2 separate regions of the Mus musculus genome follow, and region 2 is linked to region 1. A link is a contact called in public promoter capture Hi-C data. All regions are on one chromosome and are shown on one strand. Each heading gives the region's core, a stretch centred on a gene start, on an enhancer-like site or on the middle of the called end of the contact. The rest is flanking DNA. Distances are from core to core; before and after follow the strand shown. Region 1 has its middle 39 kb from the start of Mier3. Region 2 overlaps Gpbp1 (GC-rich promoter binding protein 1).

Region 1 (6,816 bases), core at 1,822-4,321:
ACTAACGGGAAAGCTGATGGTGATGTCATAATCCTGGATGCCCCTCCCCTAATCCTGGCAGCTCAGCAGGTTCCAGATTGACCCTTTCTTTCCAAACAGGCTATCTCATCTGGTTGTCCACTCTTTCAGCTTTTCTCTGACTCCACTGCCCTCTGGCAGTTTCTTTCCCTCTCACCTCCTTCGGGAAATTCCCAGTCATGCTCAGTCACCAGGACTGAGCTTTTGTGTTCTCTTCTCCAGTACTCCTTGATCCCCAGGTACTTCCACCTCCACCAGGAACCTCTCCAGTTTCACAGACAGCTGTGAAACCCTTGAGAAATGAGAGAGCAGAGAGCCCCCTTCTGTTTCCCCATTTCAGCCATTTTTTGTTTCTCAGTTCCCTTCATTTCCACCTGCAATATTTTCAACTACTTAGCCAGTCTTTCAACCTTTTTGAAACAAAATATACAAAAAAGAAACAGAAAATCCCCTCTAAGAGCAAAGCAAGGGGTATCCCAGTGATACAAGTCAAAAGAATTTTTTCCACTTGAAAAAAATAAAAACATTTCTTTGTCACCTGCCATTTCCTCTACATTTAAAATCAAATTTCTCGTTTTTTCCTTCTTGTGCCCAATAGGAGCCACTTGTAGCTGGTCTTGGCTACTTTGTGGGTTCTTCTTTTTCCTACCCTTTATTCTGTGCCCTAGTTTCACCCCTAAGAAGGATAGAGAGAAAGAGAGAAGACAGAGAGATCCTGGAATCTAATCTCTTTTCTATTATTTCTTCTTTGACCATATCTACTAACAAACTGTAACCAACCTCTCTAAATGACCAATGACTACACACCATGCCTCTTGGGGGCCTGTCTTAGGGTTTATTGTTATAAACAGACACCATGACCAAGACAACTCTTATAAAAGACAACACTTAATTGAGGATGGCTTACAGGTTCAGAGGCTCTGTCCATTATCATCAATTTGGAGCATGGCAGCTTCCAGCCAGGCATGGTGCAGAAGGAGCTGAGAGTTCATCTTCATCCAAAGAAAGTCAGGAGCAGATTGTCTTCCAAGTGGCTAAAAGAAGGTCTCAAAACCCACTTTGTGTCACAGTTCCTCCAACAAGGTCATACTTCCTAATTGTGCATATTCAAACCACCACAAGGCCCTCACATTTATATACCCTCAGAAAAGTTCCCAGAATTCCAAATGTCACACAATCGCAGAAACTATCTGCAGCTGGCAAAACCAGGCTTTTGCTAGAGCATGAGGCAAATCATGATCAGCTGATTCTGACAGGTCAAAGCAAGCCTGGAATTAAAACAAAAACACATTCTTTTTGGGTTGTTGTTTTTAGATTTATTATTTTTTTATTTCATGTATGTGAGTACACTTTCACTGTCTTCAGACATACCAGAAGAGGGCATCGGATCCCCATTACAGATGATTATAAGCCACCATGTGGTTGCTGGGAGTTGAACTCACGGTCTCTGGAAAAGCAGTCAGTGCTTTTAACTGCTGAGCCATCTCTCCAGCCTCCAAAACACATTCTTATAATATTTCTGTGTGCGTGTTTTTTTTTTCTTTTAAAAAGAAACCAAAGTTCCAGAATCTGTCGTGTGGACACCCGACCTATTGATACACATGGGTGCTGGCCCTGTGCATTGAGTGAGTTATTAAAGTTCTTTCAAATACCATCCATGGAGAAATGGCTTCCCACCTTCCATGAGGCTAGTATTTATCCAAAACTGGATAAAATAACATCAAACACAAGATTATAGACCCATATCTCTCATAATGCATATGCAAATTTTCTTTAAATATCTTACCAAAAGAACCCAGTAATATAAAGGATAATATAACATGATCATATTAATCCAATGACAGAAAGCTTAATGGTCACTTGGGGACTGGGAATGAAAGAATACATGAGAATGGTTAAAGAAAGGTTCTAACAGGATTTTGAAAGTGATGGATACATTTACAATCTTAATTTTGATTAGTGTATAGACAAAAGATTTATCAAATTGTTCACTTTAAGTGTGTGCGGTTTATCATACACCACTATGAAATATCATATACTATACCTTAAAAAGCTCCTTAAGAAAGCATTTTGTCTGGTAATCTTGCCTTCGGCTGTTTAGGAGAATGAAGTGCAAACAGGGCATTTTGTTCTTATGTCTATATATTCACAAATCACTTTAGTTAAGAACACTCATGCAGCTACCTTGGGATTCTGTTCCCAACATCCACATGGTCGCTCACAACCATTTATCCGGTTCCAGCGGACACCGTGGACACCAGATACCCACAAGGTGCACATATATACATGCAGGTAAATCACTAATACGCATAAACTAAATCAGTGTGTGTGTGCCTCTTTGAATGGGTTCGCTCGCTCTTAGAAGCGCCTGAGGTCCAGGCTAAGGCTGGAAATTGGCCGAGAAGAGTTCAGCTGAGTGGAGCCCATGAGAGTAGGGACTAAGCAGAGGCTGAGGACAGACGTTACAAGCAGCAGGCACAACCCTGGGAAAGAAACCAGGCGGCCCACGCCCAGGGAGCGTTCCTAGAGGCCAGGATGCCATGAAGTCCAGTGACTCTTCGCGCACAACCAAGATCGTTGTACCCATGAGAGCGCAAACGCACAGCGAGAGCAGGCTGCTCCAGCTCTGCGCGCCCGGGCTGCAGGAGCCTTGCGGTGTGGGACACCCTGGGCGGAGGCCCGGAGGGCGGGACAGCGCAGCCCGGCTCCTCCCTTAACTGAGCGGGGCGAGGATTCGACGCGCCTCTTCCACGCCTTCCTCCTCGCTGCACCACAGAGCAGCCTGCAGGGTGTGTGGGGGCGATGGCGCCGCTTCGTCCCCCCCAGAATGTGAGAAGCCTCACCTACAACCCGAAGTGAGAGGACGGAATGGCAGGACCTCACGACGTCACGCAGCCCTCGCTGCTGCCAAAGCTGTTACGCCCAGCCAATGGGCTGAGGCGGGCGGGCCGCGGAGGCGGAGCCTGAAGTACTTGAAGCCCCGGGATGCCCTGGGCTGACTCGAGCAAGCCTTGGGGGGGGCCGAGCCTGAGGTGGGTGGAGCCTGGGGGCTTCCAAAGTTCTGCGGTGGGCGGGCCTAAGAGGAGGAGCCTGAGGTGGGTGGAGCCTGGGACAACCCGAGGTTTAAGGCGAAAGGAACCTGAAGTGGGTGGAGCCCAAAGTAGGCGGAGCCCTGAGGCTGAGGGTCGCCGAGGGGGTTGGGGCTATTCGGTAACGCAGATGCCCACCTTACGGGGGCGGGACCTGTGTCCCCTTTCCCAGTGTGCGCCGCGCTGCTGGGTCTCACGCGCGCGCGCTTTTTTCCTTTAGTAACTCCGCCCTTACAAGGATGCTGCAAAGGAGCAAATAGAAACTTACAAAGTGGGGGTGTGGCCTTTCCTCAACCGGGACCTAGGAGTTTGAACTTCCTCGGAAAAGTCAAGGCTTAGTCTCATTAACGCGTAGAAAAGAGCAGAAAACCATGGATTGCTCGGGGTGGGTCGCCGTGGGCTGTGACGGCTGGCGTTTGTGAGCGTGCTGCTGATCTGCAGTCTATGCAGCGGAAGACTCGGCTGAAAGTGAGACAGACACAAGCGCCTTCCCGAAGCTTCACACTACGGAGACGTGAATTCGGGTGTGGCGTTACCTTAGAAATATCAAGAGAAAGTTTCTTCCTTTTTGTTCAGAAACAACAGTTTGTTAAAAAAAAAAAATAGTTCTGGAAGTAAGAGTGATATAGTCAAAGAAGAAATTACCACTCCCGGGAGAGACTATATGACAAGGGATGTGAATTTGGCTTAAGTTTGCCTTTGAAAAGGACACGCCTATGGGAAAAAGTGTTTACGAAGATTCTTATTTGAAAACATTCAAGTAGCTATTGAATGGTTCGAGGGAAAGCTGAGCTACGTGTCTGCTTCTGATCTTTCCGTTTACAGCTTTAGTACCTCGGGCACGTTCCCTAGCATTTCCATGCCCAAGTTTCTTTGCAAAAACAAAACAAAACAAAACGCATGTTGATGACTGGCTACTTGGATGCTCATGGTTGCGGGTTAGAGAACATTGACCTCTCCCAAAGAATTGCTTCTTCTAGGGTCTCAGTTTAGCATAGCTTAGTTCATTAAGGGCAATAACCCAGGAATCATCCAGAACTTTAGTCGATTGCTGCGTAGGAAACAGAAACTTTCAGATTCTTCAACACATTGCAAAAGACCCAAAGATAAAATTATTACAGGTGACGTTGTTCTAGGAACGTTACCAAAGGTTCCCCAGGCTCTATTTTTAAACGACCATAGTAAGCCATCAAATTTCTTGTGCTTCCAGAACCAGTTGAGTCAAAAAATCAACACCTTCTGAGAGTCCAGCATCAAAAGGTGAGACTGTTTGAAAATGGCTATCAACAACCAAATGGCTTTAAACCAGAAGACATTCGTTGTATGACCTTGGGTTTAGGTGTCTACAGGAAGATTTGTCTTGTCACTGAAGGATTGATACCCAAGAAACAGAATCTATGTATCCTGGTAAAAAGCTGTTAGTATTGCCAAAGATTGCTGGTCTAGCTCTGTAGTCAGAGTAAATAAAGATTTGAATTTGAAACCCAAGTTTTCAGACTTTTAATTTCATAATTAACCTTATAAATTACATTGTCTGTTAAAGTATGCTATAATGTGTGATGGAATAATTGCATTTATATGTAAGTACACTGTACCTGACTTCAGACACCGCAGAAGAGAGCATCAGATCTCATTACAGATGGTTGTGAGCTACCATGTAGTTGCTAGGATTTGAACTCAGAACCTTTGGAAGAGCAGCCAGTGCTCTTAACTGCTGAGCCATCTCTCCATCCCAATAAATGCATTTTTTGGTCATGAGACTTTCCCAATATATATTCATTTTCTCCTTTACCAGTTATAGAAAAAAACAGCATGAAGGTCAGATTCATTTGTTCTCACATAAATCTTCTATACTAGTCATTAGCAAAATACACTTTTAAAATAATATCCAAGGGATATCAAATTAGACTAAATAAATATATGCGTGTGGATATATATGTGTATATAACTTTGTAAAACTGAGTCTAAAGAATGTTGTTCATATTATCATTAAAATTTAGATTCTGCCTTCTCTATGGTCTGCTGGTTCTGTGCTTCATCATCTGTTAGGAACAAGTCTTTCAAAAACATGACATTCAGGCGGGCGTGGTGGCACACACCTTTAATCCCAGCACTTGGGAGGCAGAGGCAGGCGGATTTCTGAGTTCGAGGCCAGCCTGGTCTACAGAGTGAGTTCCAGGACAGCCAGGGCTACACAGAGAAACCCTGTCTCGGGGGAAAAAAAAAAGAAACAAAAACAAAAACATGATATTCTAGACTGGAAATAAATTGTTTAAGAAGATGAAAGAACATGTATTAAAGTATCATAATAAACTCATTATTTTATGCTCATAACTAATGTTATTCATAAAGATGGAGGGATTAAAACAGACTTCTATTTAGGTTTTTAAGTAAGATTGTCCTTATGGGGTAGTTTAGTTTCACATGTTGTGTCTGTGCCTTTGCCGTGTTGTATAATAGGTGCAGCATATCACAAGTATGACCCGATCTTTTTTCACTCCACTGGAAACTGATTTAGTTTTAGATGCCTGGATGGGGTAGTCACTGATGGATATGACAAAGGAATATCAAAAATTGTACTCAGGCAATAAATATCCATATTCAACCTCAGTCATAGGGTGTAGGACTATATTTGCCATAGTGATTGTGGCTTAAGCATTTATACTTTAAATAAAATCCATTTAAAAGGCTGCTATGTGAATGTAGTTGCCTGCCTGGTAGACAAAACCTTCTGAAAAGAAATCGCACTTGTAGGGTTCATTTTGTGGTTTTTGGATTCTTTAACATCCAACAGGACGCCCTCTTAGCTAATACCCTCAACTCTTCTTGAGGCGAGAGAGAACAACCTGGCCCTTGAAGAATGAATGGCAGTACATGGCTAATATCAGAAATTCACAGTCCTCTGGTTATAGGACAGTACGTTGACAATTGTTCAGACAGTAAGTTGGCCTGCCTGGGCTTTTGACAGGAGGTACAACAATGGCTGATTGTTCTTTGTCATGTGACTGAGCACAAAGCCCGTTGGGTAACCGAGCTTGAGTGTCTACAACTTGTTGAGAAACGTTATCTTTCAAGAATGATTACTTTAGAAATTTTAAATGATTTGATTATTTTATCTGTGTTGAAATATAGTTTTACATATTAACCACTAAACTAGTATCCCCTTTCTCAGTATTGCTAAGTTTATAAGTCATCCATTTATTGGCTTGAGTTTCCCACTGGCAAAACCCTGATTACCTGGCTACATTTACAGTTACAGGAGCAGGCCTGGCTCCTTTATCTAACTGAATGACTGGAACCCTTAGTTCCTGATATTTTAGAAGAAAACGATGAAGCCAAGCATGGTGGTGTATGGTTTATTCCATCACTGGAAGGCTGAGCCAGGAGGATCAGAGTTCAAGTTCACCATGGGCTACATAAGAAGACCCTGTTTTGAACAACAAGTAGAGATGAAGCATGCATGCTTACTACCTAGGTTTGTGTGTAATCTAAACACTTATATTTAGTATTTTAACATTTTGTTTTTGTTTTTGTTTTTTGAGATAGGGTTTCTCTGTGTAGCCCTGGCTGTCCTGGAACTCACTTTGTAGACCAGGCTGGCCTCGAACTCAGAAATCCACCTGCCTCTGCCTCCCAAGTGCTAGGATTAAAGGTGTGTGCCACCACGCCCAGCATATTTTAAATTTTTATTTTACTAAATATCAGTAAT
Region 2 (6,816 bases), core at 2,412-4,911, 290 kb after region 1:
TTCAATTTCCACTCTTTCTTTTTTCCTTTTTTGAGACAGGGTTTCTCTGTATAGCCCTGGCTGTCCTGGAACTCACTTTGCAGAAATCCACCTGCCTCTGCCTCTCTGCCTCTCTGCCTCTCTGCCTCTGCCTCCCAAGTGCTGGGATCAAAGGGGTGTGTGTGTTTCTTTATCAGCTGGACAGTTAAGAATACTTGATTCCCTTCTCATTGTCCCAAATGTTTTGTCAGCTCCTATAGTAAAAGAAGTAGAAATGTGGTCCTAGCAAAAGCAGTAAGTTTCATTATCTTAGTTAGTCTTCGCTTTGGGTTAAGTGGTTCTCAATGATTAGGATTAAGTAAAAATGCCAGGCTTAAGGACAGTTATCTTTGTTATAGTCAAGACTGTATCAGAAAAGCCAGTGAATAGAGAGAAAGAAATAATTAATGTTTACTTGAAGTACTGGTTTTGAAGCAGTACAGTGTGGTACATAATAATTTGGGAGGCAGAAAATTAAAATTTTTTGTTTTGCTGTGAAGTAAGCAGATTGTTTTATATAGATGACTTGTAATTCTTACTCTGTAAAATAGGAATAGCATGTTAGATACTATTTAGGACTCATGAGTACTAATAAATTCTTTGAGACCTTGAAAAAAAATCTCTGAAATCTATAATAACTTGGTATGTGATAGATGCAAATTGTAAGATAGGCAAATAGAAATATCAGAAATACTTTTAAGGAGTGGAGTGCGTTTTTTAAAAAATTGCCTTAAAATTGGCCTTAAAAGAAGCAGAACATTTAAAGTTAGTGCCTCATGTGTGGTATGCTTGCCCAAGTCATAACAGTTAGTTCTCTGTTAGTCTTCTTAGCTTTCTTTTCCTAAAATGGAAGCATTTTCTTTCCACTATAGCTATATAAGTTGAGAGGTTTTCCGTTACTGTTGCACATAATTACTCTGTTTTAGATTGAATTGTGTCCTGAGGATGGTGACATACATTCAACATAGATAGCTGTTGCAGAGTGAAGTATAGATGAGACTTACACGCTCTCAAGTGGAAGTCCTAATGATTAGTTGAGAATTTGTTGGATTGTGGTGGCATTTAAGAAGCAGCAAAAGTGGCATTATTACTACTGTTGCTACAAGGATTTGTCATTTTTATTTTTGACTCTCCCTGTTGCATATTTCCAGCTTAGAGAACCTTGTCCCTAAAGATCTAAGCAATTAGGCAGTTCATTCTTTCTTATTACCAAATATGGTTTACTTGATCAATAACTCATTTTTAAGAAAATAAACTCAGAAGTTATTTTGTATCTTGGGGACTGTATATAATAGATTGTGGATCATGTTTTCTTCTATATAGGATAAAGGTAATAATTACACAACCTAGGTGTAGCTCTAAATTAAGCATGTTTTCCTTCTTTGCAGATTATTAAAAGAAATGGGCTGGCAGGAAGACAGTGAAAATGATGAAACATGTGCTCCCTTAACTGAGGATGAAATGAGAGAATTCCAAGTTATTAGTGAACAGGTAAGAACATCTGAGCCTAACCAAATCACAGGGAAACATGGCTGGTGGGACAGTTTAAATTTTATTTGTTTAGAAATTTACTATCCATCACACTACATAGGCCAGAATTCCCTTTGAGACAAATCTGCAGTGACTTCTTGTGTATTCAGTATCTAGGTGAACAAAATGCTTCCAAAGTCTTGTTTTCCAAACTTTTGATTTGGTTATATGACATGAGTGACAAATTTTAATTAACTTTGTCTTTGATCCTTTGAAAAAAGAATATTTAATATACTAAACTATCTTGTTTTTGGTCTCTATCCTTTACTTTTGAGTTATTAGGAAATATTTGCTAGAGCATTATTTTTCTTAATCCATAATAGATTAAAAAATAGTTACCATATATAACTGATTTTCTATACAGAAATACTATGGTCGGTATTGTGACCTTTAGAAACATTGCCTAAATATTTTGAATGGAGTCATTCATGAAGCAGTCATAATAATTTGAGTGTAGACTTTATCCTCATTGTACTTTCAAAAATTGCATTAAAACTACATAAAATTTACTGATCCCCCCCCCCCCCCCAGTGGCTTAAATATATTTTTTGTTTGCAACTATCACCACCATCCATTTCCAACAAAAAAGTTGGGCCCTGGTTATGATAATAGGTCAAGGCACTTACCACCAAACCTGAAAACCTGACTTTGATACTCAAAATCCACATGGTGGCGTGCTGTAGGGATGGCTCAGTAGCTAAGAGCATTGGCTGTTCTTCCAGAGGAACTGAGTTCAATTCCCAGCACTTAATAATTCCAGTTCTAGGGGCTCTGGCATCCCCACACAGATATACATGCAAACAAAAGATCACATAAAAACAAATTTAAAAAAATTCACATGATGGAAGGATAGAACTGACCACAAGTGAATTACATATGTGTTGCATACACATATGACACACAGACTGATAGACACACTTTATAAAGGAAAATTTTATGGGTTACATGATGACCAAGTAGGTAAAGGTACTTGACACAAAGTCTGAAGACCTGTGTTGGATCACTAGGACCTGCTGGGTAGGAGAGAACCGAGCCCGTGTGTATTGTCCTCCATCACATGTACATTTTATAGTAGATCTATCTAGGGACTGCAGAGATGGTTCAGTGTTAAGAGCTTTTTGCAGAGGACCCATGTTCACTTCCCAGTACTCACTCTGGGTATCTTGACAATGGCCTATAGGCATGTATGCAACTCCAGTAATGGGACTCCATTGCTGCTTCTGACCTCTTCTGACCTCTTCTGGGTACTAGGCATGTCATAGTGCACAGATGTTCATGCAAGAACTCACACATGCACATTAAACAAAAATAATTTAGAAATAACAATATAAGAAAGCTTTCAGAGAGACCCTTATGCTATTTTCCCGTGGAATATACCATTTTACACTTCTTGCTAACAGTACAGGAGTTCCAGTTTCTCTTCTTCATACTTTTCTATGTGTCTTTCTCTTACAGTATAAGTGGTAACTTAGTAGTTTCAGTAAATGTCTCTCTAATGACTAGTGTCTTAGTTACTTTCCTATTGCTGTGATAAGATACTATGGCCAAGGGCACTCATGGTAGGGATAGTTTATTTGGAATTCATAGTTTTTTTCAGGGGTTTAGAGTTCATGATGAGGATGGTAGGGGATAGGGTGGCAGGTAGGCATGGTTGTCCTGGAGCAGTAACTCAGAGCTTACATCCTTACATTAAAATAGAAAGGGGTGGGGGAGGAGGGGAGGGTGGAGAAAGAAACTGAGAGTGACATGCATTTTTTTTTATTTAAACCTCAAAGCCCAGCCCCAGTGGCCCACGTTGTACTCCAACAATGCTATACTTGTTAATCCTCCCAAACGTTTCAGCAGCTGGGACCTTCAAATTTAATTGGGTACTCTCATTCAATCTACCACGATGAAATTTGATCTTTTCATGGGCTTGAATTCCATTTGTGTAACTTAACTTCTTTGGGTAAATTTCTATTCAAATGATGTTTTTTTTTCCTAGCTCACTCTTCCACCCACCCCATGCTGGAGGTCATACCCAAGGCCAACCCATGTCATATCACTGCGACATCCTCCACTCCCTTCCATCTATGTGTGTGTGTGTGCCAGCAAAGGTCATTGACTCCTTTAGAACTGGAGTTAGTTATGCTTGTGAGCCACCATGTGGATAAATAACTAGAACCTCTGTCCCCTGGAAGAGCAGCCAGTGCTTTTCATTTTAACCTTTGAGTCACCTCTATCAGATTTTGTCATTGAGTTTTTTTATATGTTGTAAACATTAGGCCTTTTTATCTTGTTGACTGGGGGAAGGGATGGTGTGGCAGGATCAAGACTGGAGCCTTGTACATGCTGGGCAAAAAGCACCCTAGCTTTTGGTTGTAGCTCAGTTTATGAAAATACTTTGATTTAGTCTGATTTATTTATTTATTTAAGGTTTTTGGTGCTTGTACTTTGGATTAAACTTTTGAAGCTTTTCGTCTCTTTCAAGTTTTAGATCTTAGTGTTTAGGTTTTCTTTTTATAATAGTATACACTAAAGGTCCAACCTTACATGGGTATTAAGGGGCTTTTGGTGTTACTGTGACCGAGTGTTGACAACTTAAGGATAGGAGGCTATGGCGTGAGCAATGTGGCTATTTATTTATTTATTTATTTATTTATTTATTTATTTCTGATCTGGCCAGGCCCAGTGAGATCGATGGCTTAGCAGATAAACACAGTTGCCATCAAACCTGGTAACTTGAGTTTGACCCTTTGGTATAAGGAGAGAACCTACTAAATGCTATAAAAATTTTTTAAATAGATAAGTAGCAGGTACCCAAGCTACACTTGGGTTTCATTTCTGGGCTCTCCATTTCTTTGGTCTGTCAGTTTGAGTCTTTTTTTTTTTTTTTTAAATTAAAAAAAATAAAGACAGGCTTTAGCACTGGTTGCCTTGTAGTCTGGGAGGATGACCTTCAACTTAGGTTGGGTTTCTTGGTGTGCTGAAATAGCAGGCTTATTCTATTTACCATGCCTAGTTCATGCAGTGGTGAGGATCACTAAGCAGTGCTGGCCAGGCAAATACTCTGCATTTGTTAAGTTTTAACTACACTGTTTTTAGAACTATTTTTGTGGTAATTTTTAAAAGTCAGGAAGGTCTCATAACTTTGCTTTAAAAGATTGTTTTGTGGTCTCTTCATATTCCATGTAAATTTTATAGTGAATTTTCTTTGACTCTCTATATCTCTCTCCCCACCCCCTCCCAAGACAGGGTTTCTTTGCTGTGTCCCTGGCTGCCCTGAAATTCGCTCTGTAGACCAGACTGACCTTGAACTCAGATTCACCTGCTTCTACTCCCCAAGTGCTGGCATTGAAAGTGCATGCCACTATTGTCTGGCTTCTCTATATCTATTTTAAAAAAACCCTTTTATATTAATATATGTAAATTACAACTAGTGGTTTCATGGTGAGATTTTTATACGTGCATGTAGTAAGTTTGATCATATCCCTACCCAATCCTTACTCTTTTGTCTACCCTGCCCTGTTCTAGTAGAAGGTTGGATTCCCCCTTTCCTGCTGCCCCTTAACAAATGCCATTGTTTCAAATGGGATTTCGTTGAATCTGTAAACATTTGGGGTAATGTTTATATCTTAGCAAAGTTAAATCTTCCAAACTATGAGCATGGGATGGATGGTTTGGTGTGGGTTTGGAGTATATCAGATTTTAAACCTCTTTGTGAACTTTAATCATTGTACAAATGGAATTGACTTCTAATCAGTTTTCATTTAGTTGTTATCAGTGTTCATTCTTTTAGAAACATCTGACTTTTCTGTGCTGATTTTTATATACTGTAACCTTGTTATATTAAATCAATATTTCTTAGATGTTTTCCATTTGCCTTTGTAGTCAGTCTTTATATCCAGTCCAGGCCCTGGCATCCACTTACTCATGTGGTGTCTGTTGTACGGAAGTTAGCTCCTCTCTACAGTACATGATGCTAAGCTAGCGCTCTACAGCTAAGCTACCTCCATCTGGAACACTTGGAGTTTAAAGAAAAGTATCATCGAAAATGTACCTAGTACTCTTGCTATGGGTAGTATTCCGAAGATAGTATATTACCAAGATAATTGACTCTAACACCGTGTGATAACTGAGGCAGGTAGCTAAACCATTTTGATAATAAAATAACTAAGATACTATTTTCCCATATTGTGAATTTGAAGCTAGTAAAACATACATAGAGTCTATATTTTTGAACTAATGATAAAAGCATGTTTATGTTAAATACTATGAAACATTTGATAACTAGGTACCCGAAAAATTAAAGATATTGTTTATAAAAAGAATTAGTATTATTCCTGATAACAGAGTTGGAACTTAATGGTTCTGGGTTTAAACATTCTTTCAGCAAATATATACTGAGTGCTCAGATATGTTTAAATGTCTAGAGTTGCACTCCTTTCTCCAGTTAGTGAGAATATATAAATTCCTATGTAAATCAGGTTGTGATAATAGTTCTAAATGTTGCTGATGAGGACCAAAGAGGAGTGAGTGGGGTGATGGAGAAATGCAAAATGAAGACCTTCTTGAGTGCCTATTATCATTACAGACTGTTAAGAAAAATGTTCCCTCTTTCAGAATTCTTCCCCTGTAGTGGTTAATGTGGACATAGTTCCACTTGCAATGACTTAGCAATATTTAAGAAGTTAGATTTGAATTGGCTTTTGACAGATAAGATAAAAGATGAATGATATTGCCGGAGCAAGATGTAAATTAGGCAAAAAAGTTAGAAAATATATTTTTGTTGGGCTCAAAGTATCAGAAAGAGAATTGGGTGGAAAGCTTTTAAAGGTTCTTAACAACGATTGTTAACTAGCTCATAATTTACACTAGGTGCCATGCTAAGTGTTTCCTAACAGTGCTTCTGTAAGTTATTGTTATGGTGTAGATACTATTATTATTACTGCTGGATAGAAGACTACAGCTTGTAAGTTTATGAGAAAAGCAATTAGAATTTGAACTCAAGTTTGGCTGACTTATTTGGTTTACTTAACCCGTAATAAGAATATGAAGGACTTGGAATGTCATATCAGGATATGATGAATTGGGAATATGTTGTAGCAATTTGCAGGATTACAGCTTGTACTGGAGAAATGTTAGGTAACGTGGTTTTGAGAATATAAAATACCTGAGTTACAAGCATCAGGATTTTGGAATTCCTAAATGTAATGAAAGTGTCATGTTTAAGGAGCTATTTTAAGAAAATGCTTTAAAATGTTAGATTTTTCTGGGGGATGTATAAGC

What was found. Promoter capture Hi-C pulls out the DNA fragments that hold promoters and counts their contacts.
Region 2: a contact with region 1 is called in a promoter capture Hi-C map of liver. The contact joins two enhancer-like sites. A contact is called at or near these places in 13 of 39 promoter capture datasets (the 3T3-L1 cell line, 3T3-L1-derived adipocytes, the C10 cell line and 7 more), 10 of 484 Hi-C or Micro-C datasets (CD4 T cells, LSK cells, the N1E-115 cell line and 5 more), 14 of 115 datasets of contacts at active chromatin or transcription factors (the 230-238 cell line, T-cell acute lymphoblastic leukemia, astrocytes and 7 more) and 1 of 9 other capture datasets (embryonic stem cells).

The regions. Positions count from the first base shown.
Region 1 is chr13:111,721,701-111,728,516 of GRCm38.p6, reverse strand. It overlaps the pseudogene Gm15488. Among named protein-coding and RNA genes, the nearest start is that of Mier3, 39 kb to the right of the region's middle. Within about 2 kb of position 3,071, at least 391 of the 459 cell types and tissues checked have an H3K27ac peak or open chromatin away from gene starts, as enhancers often do. A contact at or near this core is called in liver, where this site is marked.
Region 2 is chr13:111,428,241-111,435,056 of GRCm38.p6, reverse strand. It overlaps Gpbp1 (GC-rich promoter binding protein 1), which reads left to right. Exons shown (of 13, transcript NM_028487.5): 12 at 1,407-1,509. Among named protein-coding and RNA genes, the nearest start is that of Gpbp1, 58 kb to the left of the region's middle. Within about 2 kb of position 3,661, at least 7 of the 459 cell types and tissues checked have an H3K27ac peak or open chromatin away from gene starts, as enhancers often do. A contact at or near this core is called in liver, where this site is marked.